Regions from separate parts of the Mus musculus genome. Here region 2 is linked to region 1. The links are chromatin contacts, called in public Hi-C maps. All regions are on one chromosome and are shown on one strand. The core of a region is the stretch at or near the end of the contact, and the rest is flanking DNA. Distances in the headings are between cores, read along the strand shown. Region 1 has its middle 11 kb from the start of Gm38873. Region 2 has its middle 45 kb from the start of Gm43868.

What was found. A called contact is a pair of places that touch in the nucleus more often than the background predicts.
Region 2: a Hi-C map of cortical neurons shows a contact between it and region 1, with 4 times the contacts expected there. The contact joins two enhancer-like sites. A contact is called at or near these places in 12 of 484 Hi-C or Micro-C datasets (the Ba/F3 cell line, the HPC-7 cell line, brown adipocytes and 7 more).

What each region holds. Positions count from the first base shown.
Region 1 is chr6:112,399,750-112,404,004 of GRCm38.p6, reverse strand. No RefSeq gene overlaps it. Among named protein-coding and RNA genes, the nearest start is that of Gm38873, 11 kb to the right of the region's middle. Within about 2 kb of position 1,889, at least 32 of the 459 cell types and tissues checked have an H3K27ac peak or open chromatin away from gene starts, as enhancers often do. A contact at or near this core is called in cerebral cortex and cortical neurons, where this site is marked.
Region 2 is chr6:112,999,340-113,003,594 of GRCm38.p6, reverse strand. No RefSeq gene overlaps it. Among named protein-coding and RNA genes, the nearest start is that of Gm43868, 45 kb to the left of the region's middle. Within about 2 kb of position 2,499, at least 68 of the 459 cell types and tissues checked have an H3K27ac peak or open chromatin away from gene starts, as enhancers often do. A contact at or near this core is called in cerebral cortex and cortical neurons, where this site is marked.

The sequences.
Region 1 (4,255 bases), core at 640-3,139:
GAGCCGCCCTCACATTCTCCATTGCAAGATGGCGCTGACATCCTGTGTTCTAAGTGGTAAACAAATAATCTGCGCATGTGCCAAGGGTAGTTCTCCACTCCATGTTCTCTGCCTTCCACGTGACGACAACTCGGCCGATGGGCTGCAGCCAATCAGGGAGTGACACGTCCTAGGCGGAGGATAATTCTCCTAAAAAGGGACGGGGTTTCGCCATTCTCTCTCTTGCACTCCTGCTCTCTGGCTCCTGAAGATGTAAGCAATAGAGCTCTTGCACTCTTGCTCTCTGGCTCCTGAAGATGTAAGCAATAGAGCTCTTGCTCTCTTGCTCTCTGGCTCCTAAAGATGTAAGCAATAAAGCTCTTGCTCTCTTGCACTCTTGCTCCTAAAGATGTAAGCAATAAAGCTTTTGCCGCAGAAGATTCCGGTTTGCTGCGTTCTTCCTGGCCGGTCGTGAACGCGTTCAAGATCCTCTGACAGCATGAATCTGTTTTTATATGACTTTTTTCTCTGGGCATAACATGACCATCCCATGGACCCCTTGGGGGTAGAGATCACCTCGACTTGGTAGCTATGGCAACCAAACAAAAAGAGTAGGTCAGTGGTAGCTAGGTCTATGGCAATGAGAATGGGGCTGTCGACACTCTCTCTAGAAAGAAGGAAGAGGAGAAGGCCATCGAATCCTCACTTGGGATTCCAGCCACGACTCAGTCCTGCCTTATGCTTGCCAGCTACAAGGCATATTGGAAGGAAATGGAAGATTGACTTGAAAGGGGGACTCCACACTGCAGCTTCTATGGAGTGCATGAGAGGGTGAGGCTTGGAGTCAGCTCTGCAGGGCAGGGTGTCAGTGATGCTTTGGGGGTCTATCAGGTTGAACTTGGTCGAACTTAGTCTGTCACTGACACCCTGTCTGAAGTGAAGAGATGTTTGTCCAAGTCTTCCCAGAGAAAGCAAATGTAACTGAGCCTGACCAACTCTGTGTCTCTCTTCACTGCAGAGAACTTGTAAGATAACTTAATATGCATGGGTGCATAGCTCATAAGTAGACAGCTGAACACTTGATTCAATGCTAGGGTGTGTGTGTGTGGAGCAGCAAAGTCCTATGGATGGACACACCGAAGGGCTAAGAGCAATCATTGTTTCAGGAAATACCTAACCATCAAACTGAAGTGACACAGTATAGATAGATACCAACATCTCTGTCCTGCAAGGTCCCCTGTGCTGAGGTATTCCATGTTCATGGACCCTGTGTATCATGAGAGGCTGGACAGAAAGAGCCACTCTAGTTTGGGCAAGGGCAGCTGGAGGAAAGATTTCTGGAGGCAGATGCGTGCGTAGGGGGTGTGGGCAGTTAGATGGGTGGAGAGGAGGTGGGAATGAAGGTTGGGGGGGCCAATGGAGCAGAGGAAGAACAGATAGAGAAGCCCCAGCGACATCAGATCTGAGGAGTGTGTAAGAGAGGAGTGATGAGCCCCTGTGGTAGGAACAGGGCAGCCGGGAGCCAGTGAAATATGTCAGAACAATTTTCTGGTGTTATCGTTACTATGACGACCATAGCCTTTGTGTGTTCTGTTTACTTGCGGGAAATATGACATTTGAGTGTCCTGTTGTGGCCATTGTCAGCTGGGATTGTGGGGGACACCAGGACTGGCCAGCCTCAGAGCTCTGCTTCCTGTCTTTCTGGCCTGGGAGAATGAGATAGTGGGTTATTAATACCGCTCTCTGGAGGCCTGAGGTTGGGGCTTGGTGGAGGCTTGTTTATGCAGCTTGAAATAGCCCACCACTTGCCTGTCCAGTGGGCGTGCTGCCAGTCCAGTGGGTGTGTGTCTAGGCGAACAAAGCAAAGCTATTTTTTACCTTGGAGAGCCCTAGAATGCGTCAGAGAGTCCCAGAGCCTGCCCTACCCAGCCCACACCCAGGCTAGTGGCTAGTCCCAGTGGATATGGGTCTCCTGGAGGTGTCAGTGGGTGGAGAGATCACATGTCCTCTTCCTTCTCTCCCAGCTGGAGACTTGGAGAGCGTCTAAACTTCTCCAGCCAGATGGAGGAAGGATTTAGTTTTATTCTCCAATATGTAATAGCGGTGGCTCCTGCTCAAGGCATCAGACTCTGTGTTGACTAACTATGTCCTGCTCACTGCTGTTTGCACTGAAATTTCTCTATGAGGAATGGAGATGCCACTTTCCACCGTGAAGCTGGAGCTCAGAGAGGTTAATGACTTACCCAAGGTTATTCAGCTAGGAAGAGGTTTGTCCCCTTACTGTAGAGTCCATGCCTTTCTCGCCACTTTCAATGCTTGCCCTGAAGGAGAATGGAAGCAAGGGGTGGTCAGGAAGCCTCATAGCAATGGCCTGGGCTTTGGCCTCTTGGGGCTCCAGTATAAGTCACTAGGAGGGTGTCTGGGTTACTGGCCACCACCTCTTGGCAGCTGGGAAGAGGTATGTAGAGCCCCCATGTATGTGGGTGTGTACCCACACTGGTAGTACCAGTGTCCTCTAGGGTGAGGGGGTCACTGGACCAATTCGTTATGAAAAAGTGGTGCCACGAACCTGCTGAGCAGAAGCATGGAGGCTACCCTCCCCTGGTGGGATGTACCAGGAAGACCACAGACTTCGCTGTCAGCCTTTGTTTTCTTCTCCTCCCTGTTCATCTAAGTCCTGCTATGCTGCAGTGATTGCTCTATCCATAGCTCCTCCAGGCTGTCTCCCCAACCTCTTACCACCTAGAACACAGGGACATCCTTCCTTATCTGGCTGGGGTCACAACCTCTATCTGTACAAGTGACATTTCAGGACTAGAGATGTTTTGAGTCTCTGTGAAGTCCCTTTCTGACTGGGCTGAGATCTTCTTGAGGGTTGGTCCTAGTGTGTGCTTCTCTATGCCACTGTGTGCCAGTCTCCTTCTTTCAAGTCTTCAGTGACTTCTTAATGCTCATAGGATCGATTATCTACCCATTCATTTGTCCATCCATCTGTCTGTCTGTCCTTTCATATATCCATTCACCCACCCACTTACCTGTCCATTCGTCTTCCTAGGTAGATCTGTTCTACCTTCCATCCACTCTTCAGTTTGCCCACCTACCTATATATACCTCTGTCTGTCCAGATATCTTTCTTCCCATAAGACCATTCATCCATCCTTCCACCCATCCACCTATTCAACAACACTGAGAATAATATAAGGGGTACAGAGGACCATTAGACACTTCCTTGGAGTTTAGAGCCCAAGAGTGGAAGAGATATTTTTAAAAAGATGCCATTATGATTTGAAGATAGTAAGTCCCATGTGGTTGAAGGGGTCGAGAAGTTGGGAAGGCCAAGTGGACACATACTCTACTCACAGTTTCCCCGTTGTTCTACTGGGAGACCTGGGTACAATCATTTTCTTCCTGTGCCTCAGAGTCCTGACTTTTGACCTGGGCACAGCTTAAATTCTCACTTCAGGATGTAGTAAGAGTTGAGTGAGATGCTTGTGAAGCTTGTAGCCTCTTTTCCTTCCTAACAGTAAAGACTATCTCTTCCTTGCTCTTCATAGTGTCTCCTGGTCTCAAGAATTACTGTGGTTACAGGAGTGAAACTGCATTTTCCTCAACCTTCTTGTTAGCCTCATTCTGGGGTCAGCAAGGGGACCAGGAATTGAGAGATGGATTGTTAGGCCAACAAACTCTGGCTCAAGCTTTTTCAGAACCAGTCTTGGATCTCTCTCTAGCCTTTTTGATTTTAGGGTTAGGGAAAGAGAGTTTCTAGAGGTCTCCTTTCCTTGGTCTGGCCTCAGCCTCATTGTACAGGCAGGCAAGATGAAGTCTGGGGAAGTTGGAAATCACTGGAGCCAGGATTAAAGTTTATATCTAAATGGCCTTTTAGTTACTTCTGCTGAAAGATGAGGGTAGAATTGGCAGAGCATTCAACTGACTGCATTTCCACATCCTCATTCCAGTTTCCTAGAGGACACTGGACCTCGCCATGGTCTGAACACACAGTCTACTGCTCCTGGGTCCCATTCCTGATCTTTGGGGATTTTGAAATTATAGTGGGCAAATAAAAGGAAGGAAAACAAATGCCTTGTGGTCTTGGGGTTTAGGGGACATAGAGGACCCAGTTCAGGCCAGTTAGGGTGACAAAGGAGACATCCCATGGAAGGCTGCAGTATGACTCTGGAAGGTCACATTGTCCTGTGTTATAGGAATAGGGAAGAAATGAGTCTTGGACAGCCCTCTTCTCGGGCCATCTTGCTTTTGAGGAGACCAGCTGGTTAGA
Region 2 (4,255 bases), core at 1,250-3,749, 600 kb before region 1:
TGGCCTGTCACTAGGGTTCTGGCCTAATTTGATTTTTATTGCTGTGGTAAACATTAGGACCAAAGGCAGCTTGAGGAAGAAAGAGTGTATTCGGCTTACATGTTCTGATCATAGTCCACCATAGAGGAAAGCCAGGGTAAGTGCAGAAGCCAAAGCCTGGAGGCAAGAACCGAAGAAGAGGCCACGGAGTAGTGCTGCTTACTGGCTTGCTCCCCATGGCTTGTTCAGCCTGCTTTCTTATGCAGCCCAGGACCACCTGGCCAGGGACAGCACCTGTGGCCTGGGCCCTCCGCATCAACCATCTGTCAAGATGGAGGCAATGTGACAGAGGCTGTTCTTCAGTTGACATTCTCTCTTCCCAGATGACTCAAGCTTATGTCAGTTGACAAAACAGAAACAAACAAACAAAAAAATCCCTAACCAGCACATACCCTATTTGGGATGGGCAGTCATTTGGTCATGCAATAGGGCTTAGCAGCAGGCTAGCACGGAGTGAGGGCTCAGTGAAGGGCATCTGTGCCTGTTGTCAGCTTTACTGTCTTAATTGACCTTGTGCCAGGGGGGCTGGTGAAGAGCCGCATCTGTGAGGCGTCATTAGTTTGTTTAGGCTGGAGGCTGCCTCTGAATCTCCACATCCTTAGATGTCCCTTGAGGAACTAGGGGCTAATCTGTGTGGGTACCAGGAACAAGAGGAAGGACTGGGGGAAAGACAGATGAATTAGAGGCCTCTTCTGAATAAATATCTGTTTAGCAGCCATTGCTCCGCTCCTTGTTGGGCTCTGGTTATCAGGAGATCAGGACACAGGTGTTGTTAAGGAGCTGAGATGTCAAAAGGAAAGATGGGGCAGATAGTCTTCGAGCAGAGCCCTCATGAGGGATGCAGATGCTTGGGGCAGAATCACCCCGGGCATAGCCATTTTGACAGTTCTTTCCGTAGAGCAAGTCAGCTCTTCTGGCTTCTAGATGCGTCCATATTGTATGTCAATCTTACAAAGGGCTTAGTCATGTCTCTGCCTCTTTCCAAATGGATAGTTTCCTCAGCATGAAGACTGACTCCCCAGTCCCTTGGTCAGGTGCACCTCTAAACATCAGCCAATGCTCAGCACCCAGCACCTTGTGTAGTCGGCTTTCCAGAGCGGCCACAGATACTGGAGACAACAAACCTGTCAAAAGGAACCGTGTATTTTAGCCCATAGATTGGAAATCTCAGTCTGTGAATGGTTGGTCCCCTTACTTCTGAACCCGTGGTGTGGCACATTATAGTGGCAACACACAGTGTAGAAGAGAGCCCTTCACGTCAGGTGCAGATAAACGAAGAGACCAGAGTCCCATAATTCCCTCAGGTCTTGCCTTTCCCTATTACCTAAAGCTTCCCCCTAGGGCTCCACATCTTGAAGTTCTACCTCCTCCTAGCAACACCTAGCAACACCTTGGCCCAGGAACCAACTGTTTAACACATGAGCCTTTGAAGGACATTTAAGATTCAAACGCAGCACATTTACAGTTCCCTAACTGTGAGAACAACCTCTCTCTCCTGCAGTGGTCATACGGCTTTAGTAAATGCATGTTTATCAAGTGTAATTCGCATTACACGTGTTAGTGTGGACTTTTCAAGTCGGCAGAGTCTTAGGCGCTGACGCAGTGAGTGCTGTACTCTTCTGGTTCCTCCTCCACTCACGTGGTTCCTTGGGGGAGGGGCTAAATGAAGTCATAAGAATAAATTATTCTGGACAAGGTTAATCATGTAATCAGCAGCATTCAGTATCGTTTAAGTTACTCAGGATGGGTGAGTTCTTAAGACCTATACAACATCACGCCGGAGTCAGTGCCGCCCTGCCTGAATATAGGAAAGTCTCATGCTGTGTGCTTACTACTAAAAACAAGCATGACGCACTCCTTTAATCCCAGCACTTAGGAGACAGAGGCAGGAGGATCTCTATGAGTTCGAGGTCAGCCTAGTCTACAGAGTAAATTCCAGGACAGCCAGAAACCCTGCCTTGAAAAACTAAAATGAACAAACAAACAAACAAACAAACAGCTAGGCATAATGGTGCATGACTTTAATCCCAGCACGCGGGAGGCTGAGGTCAGAGGACCTCTTGTGAGTTTGAGGACAGCCTAGCCTTTATACCCAGCCAGAGATATAAAGTGAGCCCCTGTCTCAAAATAACAACAAGAATATCCATCCAAACCCTAAGTAAACAAAAGTTAAGGGAAAATAAGTAACTTAACAGCATTTCCAGAACAAAGGATCGCCACTTATTCTTTGCATTCTTCACAACTCATTGCCATTTTGAAACAGCGTGGTTAAGAGAATGTGTGTGGGTAAAGGAGTTAACAATTGCAGGCATTATCATCATCGCTAGCTTCCGATGTCCTTGTAAGTTCTGAAATTCAGAGACTAGAAGCGGCTTCCTTGGGTTACAATGATCTGGTCAGAGCAGCCACCAGTAATGTTCTCAGAGTGCCTCACCAGGTGGCGCTCTTTTACCGGGATAGGTTCTGACCAACTCCCTCCTCCCACTTCCCAGCATGCAGTAGCCTCTTCCCCACCAGTTCAGCCCAGCCTTGTAGAGCTAGCTGGGATATTGTGTCTAAGCCTTGTTTCAGACAGGGAGAAATAAAATTTTGAGAAAGTATGTCTCTGGGCTCAGAGACCCTACGTCACCAGGTGGAGTCCGGGTTTATTCAATTCTGAGCCTCATCTGCCTCCCAGTGCTTCTCTTATTCGGCTCTCTGCAGACGCTTCTAGATCTTGCCTTGCAGGCTTCCCTCACAGTGGATCCTGGTGGGCAGAGCTAGTGCTCCTCTCCTAGGCATTTGTCACTTTCTGCTATTACGGGTGGAGAAGGTATTTGGGAACAAGAAAGGGAACAGGCTCTTTTTATTTCTTCCCCTTCCGGAGGCATTCAGGGGCAGTGTATGTGCAGCTAGGGGAAGGGACCTGGAACCAAACCGTCTTTGTCATGACTCTTCCCCTTTTCACAGCAGGATAACAGGCTGTGAGTAAACTTGTGTCTCATTATTCCATCCATAAAGTTGGGGCAGTAAAATATCCCATGGGAGCCGCCATAGACGAAGCACTCACTGCAGTCGGGTGCTTATGGTGAGCATCATGGTTCACCAGCATCCTACCTGGACAGAAAAACTTCTGGGAGGATGCCGGGCTGCCCATACTGGCCCTCACCTGTGTCTTCCTGCTACAGCATCCTTTTATGACACCTGTCACATATTTCAGTGATGCTGTGTGTTAAGTCTAGGCTCTCATACTCGCAATGGACCTGCAGCCCAACCCAGGGAAGTGGGTACTTAGCATGTTCCCATCACATGGAGGAGGCTCAGATATGACAAAGTCATCTCTCCAGGTCACTGCCTAGCGACAGGAGGGTGCCTCACAGTCAGGCCTGTCTGATTAAGCTGTAAGATTCAAGCTGTTTACTTCTGCATTCTACTGCTCTTTTGAAACTGGCAATAACAGTAAGCAGGACCCCTCACAGTGTGGGCATCATCCGGACTGCCGAACCCACATCCCAGGACCACCCATCTGTAGAGTGATGGTTCTTAACCCTTTAAAATAATCTATCTATCTATCTATCTATCTATCTATCTATCTATCTATCTATTAGCAGGATTTTCATCCTAGCACTGGGTAGGCTGAAACTCTATTTAGACCAGGCTGGCATTGAGCTCACAGAAATCCATTTGCCTCTTCTTCCTTAGTGCTGGGATTAAAGGCAGGTGCTACCACACTAGGCTAGATTTATTTCTGTTGTTTTTATGACATGCATGTGTCTGTGTGGATATATGTCCCCTGTGTTGGGGTGCTTGAGGAAGGCGGAGAGGGTGTTGGGTCCCCTTGGGGCTGGAGTTTTGTGTGCTGGGAGCCTGGTGAGGGTGTTGTTAAGCAAACTTTGAACCTCTGGAAGAGCAGCAGGTGCTCTTAACCTGGGGGACAAAGATGTAGAGGTCACTCATGTTTTTCTGCCCCTCTCCCCAAGGTCCTTTGGGTGACAAATACAAGGATTCTTAGATTATATTTAGCCCCACAACCTTCAAGGGTCACCTGCCCCCATCTCGTTTTTTTTTTTTTTTTTTTTGTGCAGCCTCAGGCTAGCTCTTTGGGCAGCCAGGCAGCCTGCATCCCAGGCACGTGAGGTCCTTTGAGCCATCCAAGATGTAACACAAGCACTCTGTGACTCAGACCAGACTCTCTGGGATTTTTCCTTTCTGGGCATGTGACAGTCTGTGCAGTATC